2 separate regions of the Sus scrofa genome follow, and region 2 is linked to region 1. The links are chromatin contacts, called in public HiChIP or PLAC-seq maps. All regions are on one chromosome and are shown on one strand. Each heading gives the region's core, a stretch centred on a gene start, on an enhancer-like site or on the middle of the called end of the contact. The rest is flanking DNA. Distances are from core to core; before and after follow the strand shown. Region 1 overlaps LOC106505250 (a long non-coding RNA gene). Region 2 overlaps LOC106505256 (a long non-coding RNA gene).

What was found. HiChIP or PLAC-seq counts read pairs in DNA pulled down with a chosen protein or histone mark.
Region 2: a contact with region 1 is called in an H3K27ac HiChIP or PLAC-seq map of skeletal muscle, with 5 times the contacts expected there. The contact joins two enhancer-like sites. A contact is called at or near these places in 1 of 47 Hi-C or Micro-C datasets (embryonic fibroblasts) and 1 of 2 datasets of contacts at active chromatin or transcription factors (skeletal muscle).

The regions. Positions count from the first base shown.
Region 1 is chr11:6,954,315-6,958,437 of Sscrofa11.1, reverse strand. All of the region lies in intron 2 of LOC106505250 (a long non-coding RNA gene), which reads left to right. Among named protein-coding and RNA genes, the nearest start is that of KATNAL1, 110 kb to the left of the region's middle. Within about 2 kb of position 2,742, at least 9 of the 83 cell types and tissues checked have an H3K27ac peak or open chromatin away from gene starts, as enhancers often do. A contact at or near this core is called in skeletal muscle, where this site is marked.
Region 2 is chr11:7,502,388-7,506,864 of Sscrofa11.1, reverse strand. The region is part of intron 1 of LOC106505256 (a long non-coding RNA gene); the gene reads left to right. Among named protein-coding and RNA genes, the nearest start is that of MEDAG, 41 kb to the left of the region's middle. Within about 2 kb of position 1,829, at least 2 of the 83 cell types and tissues checked have an H3K27ac peak or open chromatin away from gene starts, as enhancers often do. A contact at or near this core is called in skeletal muscle, where this site is marked.

The DNA of each region.
Region 1 (4,123 bases), core at 1,493-3,992:
TGCCTTGCTCCCTCCTGAGGAGTTCAATCCTAGACGGGCCTGGAAACATAGGTTCTCACGTCCCCAAGCATCCCAGGGAGACGTCTTTAAATGAAGCAAGCATGGAATTGCCCATCGCGGCTCAGCAGAATTGAACCTGACCGGTATCCTGGCCTCACTCAGTGGGTTAAGGATCTGGCATTGCTGTGAACTGTGGTGTAGGTCGAAGATGTGGCTCGGATCCCACATTGCCGTGGCTGTGGTGTAGTCCAGCAGCTGTACCTCCGATTCAACCCCTAGCCTGGGAACCTCCATATGCTGAGGGTGTGGCCCTAAAAAAAAAAAAGAAAAAAGACAATAAAATTAATGAAGCATAGAAGAACCGAACAATTAAAATAAAAACCTAAGCAACCTAGAAAAGCATTAAACTCCAGTAGAGACTTTCATTTCCGATATGGTGGACGAACTAGTATCATATCAACCACCTCCTTGAAAACAACTAGAAAAACCAGAAAAAGCATTTTTTACAAACTCTGTTGACAGATCAGCAAGCTCCCGCCCCGTCCTCCCCCAGCACCGATGCTGGTTTCACGGAAGCCGTCCCAGCCTTTTATTCCAGGGGTGCGTTTGTTCCCTCCTTTTTTTCCTTTAATGACATGTACTGTAGGTTGCCTGCAACTTTGAATATTTAGGCAGAATTATTTTTTCTTTACCTGGATGTTATTCTTTCTAAAAGCAGAACCATAGTTTCTCTTGATTTTCTACCCGTGCCACCAGCCTGAAGCCTGGGCCTCCCCTTGGACCCTCCAGGCTTCCTCAGCCCCCACTTATAACCAAGCCCCACCTTACCGGTGTTTCTTCAGCTACTGCCTTTCCCCAGCACCACCCCCTCTTCATTCAGGTGGCCAGCACATGCCACTCCGGGCACCTCTGACAGGTACGCGCCCGGCGGGAGAGATGCCCATCCAGCTTTCATCAGGCCAGATACTCAGCTCCCGCTAACTCTGCTCCGATGCCCATCCAGCCCTGGTCCCTCCCAAAGATAACAGCTGCCCACGAGGCCTGAAACTGTGCCCTGGGATTTCGGGGGCCCGGAGGCAGCTCTGACAGCTCTTCTGAGATCAGCAACCTGTGTTCCCCAACCGCCCCAGGTAGCAGGTCAAAGGGCACTGCTCCTGTCTGTCCGAGCAAAGGTCAGCGGGGTCGAAGGCACAGGGAGGCTCTAACCCTGGCGGAGCAGGCAGGAGCCAGCAGGGTGGGGCCAGCCCCACGCAGGCTCGGAGCTTCCTCCAGACCGCGCTGGGGGCCCAGAGCCTCTGCGTGGAGAAGCCCCTAACCCAGCCTCCGACTGTGAAACCCAGCGTGACCTTCAGCTTTCACTTTGATCTCGCACCACGGAGCCCCGCATGGCCTGCCTGCCCGTGGTCATCAGCCTCTTCCATCCTGACGCCGAGACCCTCTGTCCCGCTCTGCCTGCTTCAGTGCCCGCTGCGGGTTGTCATGACGATTCTCGCCGAGGAGCTGCTTCTGGAGAGGGAGCAGAGAAGAAACAGGAAAGCGCTTGTGGAAGCCAGGCCTGGCGGGTCTCAGGGTGGCCTCGGCGTGAGTACGTGTCGCAGGTGTCTCTCATGAGAAACCCGGATGTCTGTCCCTCCCAGCCTGGACCTGGGACCTCGGCTGTCCCCTTGTAGCAAGTCAGACATGGCTAATTACCGTCTTCATGATGAGAGTAATTGAATGTGAGCCTCACAGTCAGGTTCCCTCTGGCACGATCCTTTCGAGAGATGGTGGAGTTGTTCAGGTCAAACAGGCCACGGCTCACTTTTGGGGGGTGGTCAGCGTTATCCCGACAACAAGCCCGTTCCCTGTGCCTCTTGTCAGTGGCCGTCTGGCCTCAGTCTCAACCATGTGTCCAGAATGTGCCACTAATCCTTGCAAACAATTTATGTAAAAGGAGGAGTCAGCAGTCCAGGAGTTCCCATTGTGGCTCAGCAGGTTAAGAACCCAGTGTTGTATCTGTGAGGATGCGGGTTTGATCCCTGGCCCTGCTCCGTGGGTTAAGAGTCCGGCAGTGCCACAAGCTGTGGCACAGGTCACAGATGCGTCTTGGATCTGGTGTTTTTGTGGCTGTGGCATACGTTGGCAGCTGCAGCTCTGATTCGACTAGGATTCAGGACCAAGAATCTAGGCCAGGGTATCTCAGCCTTGGCCCTCCGGACATTTGGGGCCAGGTATTGAATTCTTCCCCATGGGGGGCGGGGGGTGTCCTGTTGAATCAGAGGAAACTTCCATTTGCCACAGGTGCTGCCGTAAAAAGAAAAAAAGCCAACAGTCCATCTCAAAGATTGCTCATTGAGTCCCCTAGCAAACAGTGGGGGGCTCAGGGGGAAGTGGCCTTCAGACATACCTCAAAGTGTCCCACGGGAGAGCCAGGCCCTGCAGCTTTATTTAGACCAGTCAAGGTGAAAAATCACAAACTGAGTAAAGTTTCTATTTTTCCCTATTTTTTTTTTCTCGCCATTAAACAAGTTCATTGCGGTAAAACTGAAAAAAATACAGAAAAGTCAAAATCATCCACGATCCTAACACCTGGATTTAATACCAAAACTGAGAAAGGAAGCATCTGCCTTGCAACTGCTTCGTCCTTGTCCCCCTGGACTTGGCAGGGGCTGTGATCAGGGAGGGAGGGGTCCAGGGGAGGCCCAAGGGCCAGCCTGGGCACAGCCGGGTGGCATCGGTGTGGCCGCTGGTCTCCCCAGGGCAGGCTCCAGGCTCTCCCCTCATCATCCTTGTCACGGGCCAGGGAACTCACCTGCTGCGTTACCAGGACCCTGGGCTGCTCGGTCGTTGGCACCCCTTCCCGACACCCCTTCCCCGTCGGCAGCAGAGAGGCAGGATCTCAGCTGTCCCAGAGATACCAGGCCCTGCTCGTGTGAAGGTTTTCTTGCTAAGCACTGCCAGGCAGCCTGCCAACATGCTGGAAAGTGAAAATAGCCAAGGTCACAGATGCTCATAATGTTTTCAGAGGCCTGACCCTTCGTGCAGCAGTGTGTGTCAAGCGTATATCCTGCGCCTGACACTGTCGTGGGCACTTGGGACACATCTGGGAAATAAGCAAAGGTCCTGGCCGCACAGCAGCTTGTGGGGGTGGGGGCGGGGCGGGTGGAGGGACAGCCGGTAACAGGCGAACGTGAATAATGGGTTAGAAGCCGCAGCGCTGTGGGACCAAGACGGCGAAGAGCAGAATGAGGGAGGCTGCAGGGGGTGGGGGGCGGGTGGATGGGATCAGCCTCCTGCGGACAAGGAGGTACCAGTCCCCGTTCACCTGCCTCTGAGGGGACGTGGGGGTTTCAAGGCCAACGCCCAGGGAAGTCCCGGCATAAGAGGCAGGGACCCTAAGAGCGGGCTGGCAGATGTCGGGGGAGATGGCTCCAGGAAACAGCCAGGCCGGTGGTTCTCAGCAAGGACTGATTTCATCCTCAGGGAACATCTGGCAAAATCTGGAGACGGTTTTGGTGGCCAAAGCTGGGGGTGGCGGGTGCTACGGCAGCTCATGGGCAGAGGGCAGGGATGCTGGGAAATGTTCCACAAGGCATAGGACACCCCGTACTCCCTGGAAAGAATTCAGTGCCTGGCCCCAAATGTCCAGAGGGCCAAGGCCGAGATACCGTGGCCTAGATTCTTGGTCCTGAATCCCTTCTGAGATGGCATTTGCCTTCTGCCTCCATTCCTGTTCCCCAATATCGTTCCTTTTCTGTTCCCTAATATAGTATATTCCTCTAATCACACCTGAAGACACAGGCCTCGCCCCCTCTTCCTCCAGAATGTGAAATGCCGGCCCCGCCAGGCCAGCAGGGCCTCCCTGACCAGACGCTGTCCCCTTCCTCTGTGCCTCTGCCCGGCCACTGTCAGTCCATCCTCCCCAGGAGGACCGTGCAGGTCACCTCCGTGTCTGTCTCCCCAGGAGCGGGCAGCTCGGTGGTGGCCTCAGGCAGGAGCTGGGTCCTCCTGCCAGGCCTGCCTCTTCCGCACCCGAGGGTGGCTGCCCAGCAGGAACCTCTGAGATCGGCCCTGGGCCCTTAGGTGTCCAGCGCTTTGAAAGAGAGAGTATATTGTGTTTATCCTTTTGCTGCACTGAGAATTT
Region 2 (4,477 bases), core at 580-3,079, 550 kb before region 1:
GAGGAAACGCCCGGGTTCAGGGACCCACCTGCCTGAGAATCTCCCAGGGAGGTACCTGGCATGAGAGTCAGAAAACAGTAATTCCCTGCAGGTGCAGGTGGGCCCCAACTCAAAATCCAGCCAGACCGCCTGCTCCTGATAATCCTGCCTGATGAGTGGGGCAGGTTGGGAGGGTTCACTGTGCGGCTGCAGGCGCTGACACTGCCCTGCAATGTGCACAGCCAGGGCGGGGAAAGGAAACGCCATACTGACAAAAGCCACAGAAGCTCAAGACCATGTGCACATCATGTGGACATTTTAAAAAGTCCACCCAACCCCAGTCAAACTGTTCAGACACTTTCTGAGATGAGCATCTGACTGAGCAGTAACTATCTTGATGCTTTCAGCTTCCTCCTATGGGAGCGATTGTGAGATTTTATTCCAAGTTTCTCTCGATTAAAAAAAAAAAAAAAAAAAAGACAAAATTTGAGCTCATCTCCCACACACTTTGATGCCAGGCAGGGCGGGGAGAATCCTAAATCTGAACATTGAAAAATAAGTCCCCTCTGTATGCTGTGTGTTTTTCTAACACCTTATAGTGAGACGAAGTGTGAAATAAAGTGTGCTCTTTCACAGGTGTGAGCTCAGGCCAGCCTCACACAACCTGTGGAAGGGACGGAAAACATGGATCTTCTGCCACGTGAAGTGGAAACTGAAGCTCCGAGAGGTTGGAGCCTTGCCTTAGGTCACCCAGCTGGTCCATTCTGGAACCTGCCTTGGCATCGTTCTCCTGGTTCATTTGCCTGTTCCTCTGCAGTGGAGGCCCTTGACCTTGAGCTGCGTCCACCCCAGTGTTCATCCCACATGTTGGGACCACAGAACCATAAACCGCGACCACGTTCCACACGCACCCCTGGGGTCAGAGGGAAGCAGGAAAGGTGGTTCTGCACATGGCCAGGCGACGGATACCAGCTTGGTCTCCCAGGCTGCCATCTTGGGGGCTGATGGTTTAGCCAATGCTCTGGAAGATGGGAGCACACAGGCGCCCTGGTACCAACCGGGGCCCCGTCTCAGAGCAGAGGCAGGGTTGCCTGGCTTTGCCCGAAGTTTCAAGGTCTTGGGTGTAGCACCAGCAGTGGGTGGAGGTGGAGGTGGTGCTAGTGTGGGCCCCACATGCTCACCACCTCGTGGTTGACAGATCTTGGCAAGAGTGCAGGGCACAGGGAGGTGACACAAGATGCTGAGTTTGGGATTCAGGTTACTGCCGAGTGAGAGGGAGAGAGAACCGAGGGTGGAGGCCCAGGGCTTTGCACAAACTCAGCAAGGACTTTGGACCTCCAAGCCATCCAAGTGGAGGTTTGAGGCAATCCTGTCTTAAAATCCAGGGAGGCCCCCGACCAATTATCCTAATAATGAAATGAAGGCTGGAGCGTTTAAGGACTTGCCTTGAACATCAAGCTACCAGGCCAGGGCTCTCTTCCGTGATCCTGATTTGACGTGACACCAGATCACTCGGCCCTGTGAGAATTCCCCAGCCAACTCTGGTGACAGCCTGCCAGTCACAGCACAAACACCCAGTGCTCCCCACCTCGGCCTGGCCCAGCTCCCTCTATCCTGAGGCCAGTTTCTGCCAGTCTTGAGGATGTTTCCCGAGGCTAAAGGAAGGCTCATTTTCTAAAGGTTTGCCCTTGTTATGTACTTGACACAGGCCCTTGAGAATCTGCCCCCAGTTTATGGATTCTGAAGACAGGCTCCAAGGGGCGTGCGGTGAGCGCAGGTTTCCCGGGCACAGCTCTCTGGCCTCGCCTTCCCGGCCAGTGGAGGCCCTGGGCAAGGGCTTCGCTGATCAGAGCAGCAGGTTGCCTGTTCAGTCACTGGCAGCTCATCCAGCCACCGAAACCTGAGACTTACTTCCACAAGGTCATGGGGCTATTGGCCCCTTGTCAGCACCTTCCCAGAAATGGAGGGTGGAGACAAGTTCAAATCGCTCTGCAAAGTGGAAACATTCACCGCAGCCATTCAAGACTTCCTTCAACACAAGCTTACGGGGGAGGAGTGCGTGCCACGCACCCAGCCGCATGCCTGGGATGCCCTGGTGAGGGAGATGAGCACGTGGGCCCGCCCTCAAGACAGAAAAGCGGGGAGACGGGCCAGGCAGCAGCTGCACCTCAGTGGGGAACGGCTGTGCTGGGGTGGCCGGGGACCAGGCTGGCCAGGACGCACACAAGTTGGCTATGGCCAGAAGACTTGAGGGTGCCAACCATTCTCCAGAATTGGCATATTAGCGACGTCAAGGCTGTGAAGAAATTGGTTCTCTGAGAATCAAGAGTCCCAAACTACTGCAAATCCTTCAGGAAGGACCACAATGCCGACATACCTACTTCAGCTCTCATTTCTCCAAGACTCCCTGGCTGGACTTTGAATCAGAGATGCAGCTGCTGGCCACAACCACAGCCACAGCCACAGCAATGAGGGATCTGAGCCACGTCTACAACCTACACCACAGCTCACAGCAACGCTGGATCCTTAACCCACTGAGCAAAGCCAGGGATTGAACCCCGGTCCTCACGGATCCTGGCTGGGTTCATTTCTGCTGAGCCACAATGGGAACTCCCTGGGCTGGACTTCGTTTATTTTGGCTGCTCTGGTGAGGCCATGGATCAAGGCATTTAAACCACAGGTTCTGGAAACAGACAGCTCCACCTCTCACTAATGCTGCGACTTGGAGGAAATCTCCAAACTCAACATCTCTGGGCCCCAGATTCCTCGGCTGAAAAGTGGAGCTAATCGTAGAGTTGTTAGACGATGTATCAGGCTTCTCCCCCCAAACAGAACATCTCGTATATATTATGAGATTTATTCTAAAGAGGTGGCTCACACGACTATGGGGGCTGGCGAGTCAGATGCCAGGGGTCAGGCTGGAAACTAAGGCAGGAGTTGAAACTGCCGTCTTGAGGCAGGATTTCTTCTTCTCTAAGAAACCCCAGCTTTTGCTCATAAGGCCTTTTAACCATTGGATGAGGCCCATATCTTACAGAGGAGGGCCTCTCCTTTACTTAAAATCAACCAATAGTAAATATTAGCCATATCTGCAAAATACCTTCACAGTAAAGCCTAGCTTAGACTTTGATTAAATCACTGAGTACTATAACCTGGCTAAGCTGACAAAACTAACTATCCCAGAAGGATGAAGACAAGGTAAGTATAACACTTAGCCCAATCCCAGCACAGTGCTCAGTATATGGAGGCAATTCTTATTTTAATTTATTCAAAAATACTTGGGCATCTGCTGTGACTGGTGGAGGTATCTAATCTAGCTGATCACAAGAGAGATTAAAAGTACACCCAACTGGGTTGATAGAGGCAAAGCATTCCATGCAGAGTGGATAAGCAGTGAGGTCTTATTGTACAGAAGAGAACTATATCCGGTCTCTTGGGATAGACCATGATGGAAGACAACATGAGAAAAAGAATGTACATACATGTATGACTGGGTTGCTTTTCTGTACAGCAGACATTGGCACAACATGGCAAATCAACTCTAAGTTTTTAAAAAATCACAAAAAAATTGAAAGAGGAAAAAAACTACACTCAAGTACCACCAAGTGCCCAGGTCCCAATACTCTGGTCCCCTCTGAGCCAGCGTGTGACTGTTTATGCCTCAAAGCCTCTCTCTGTGCTGGCAGGAAGACAGTTCTTTATCACAAACTTTGCTGCCACAGAAGCTCTCAGTAAAGAACTCTGTAGACGCTGTGTGTGTGTGTGTGTGTGTGTATAATTATTGTAGATGATATATACAATATATATTGTGTGTATATACATAGAGAGAGAGAGCAATATTAGTGCTTTTGTTTTTAACCAGGATCTTTATCAGCATTCTCAATGCCTTAAAGGATGGCTGGATCTCACTTCTTCCAATCTAGTGAAATTCCTTTTCTCCTTATATTTTCATTGCTACAAAAACTTTTGGCTGACAAGGTAGGGGAAGCATGGGAGACTATCTGGATTTTCCATCAATAAGGCTTGGAAGTAGATCAAGATCCTATCACCACAAAACCTTCTTGGGTCTGAGATGGTCTCGTGTGGCTAAGATGGGAGCAGTTATAAGCTGAGTACAGGTTATAGATGTGGAGATGTCTGCCCTAAGCAAGGGAGGCTAAGAGGCTGCTCACAGGAGGACCACCTCGATCCTTTTGGAGAGAAGCCCTAATCCTTAACGCTTAAGGGTGCAGGCCTGTGATCAGATTTCAAGTTCAAATCTCAGCTCTGCTCCTTAAGGGCTGAATGGCTTGGGCAACTTACTGGGCTCTCTCTTTGTCCTTCAGTTTCTTCTCTTGGAAGTGGGTGACTATGGAAATGAGTCTCTAAATATGAAGTACTCGGCACATAGTCATCATTTATGTTAATTAAATTATTAGTGTTATTATTTTTACTATTCTTATTGTAAGTGGTAGAACCTGACTCAAGTAAACTTAAAGCAAAAGATTTATTAAGAAAG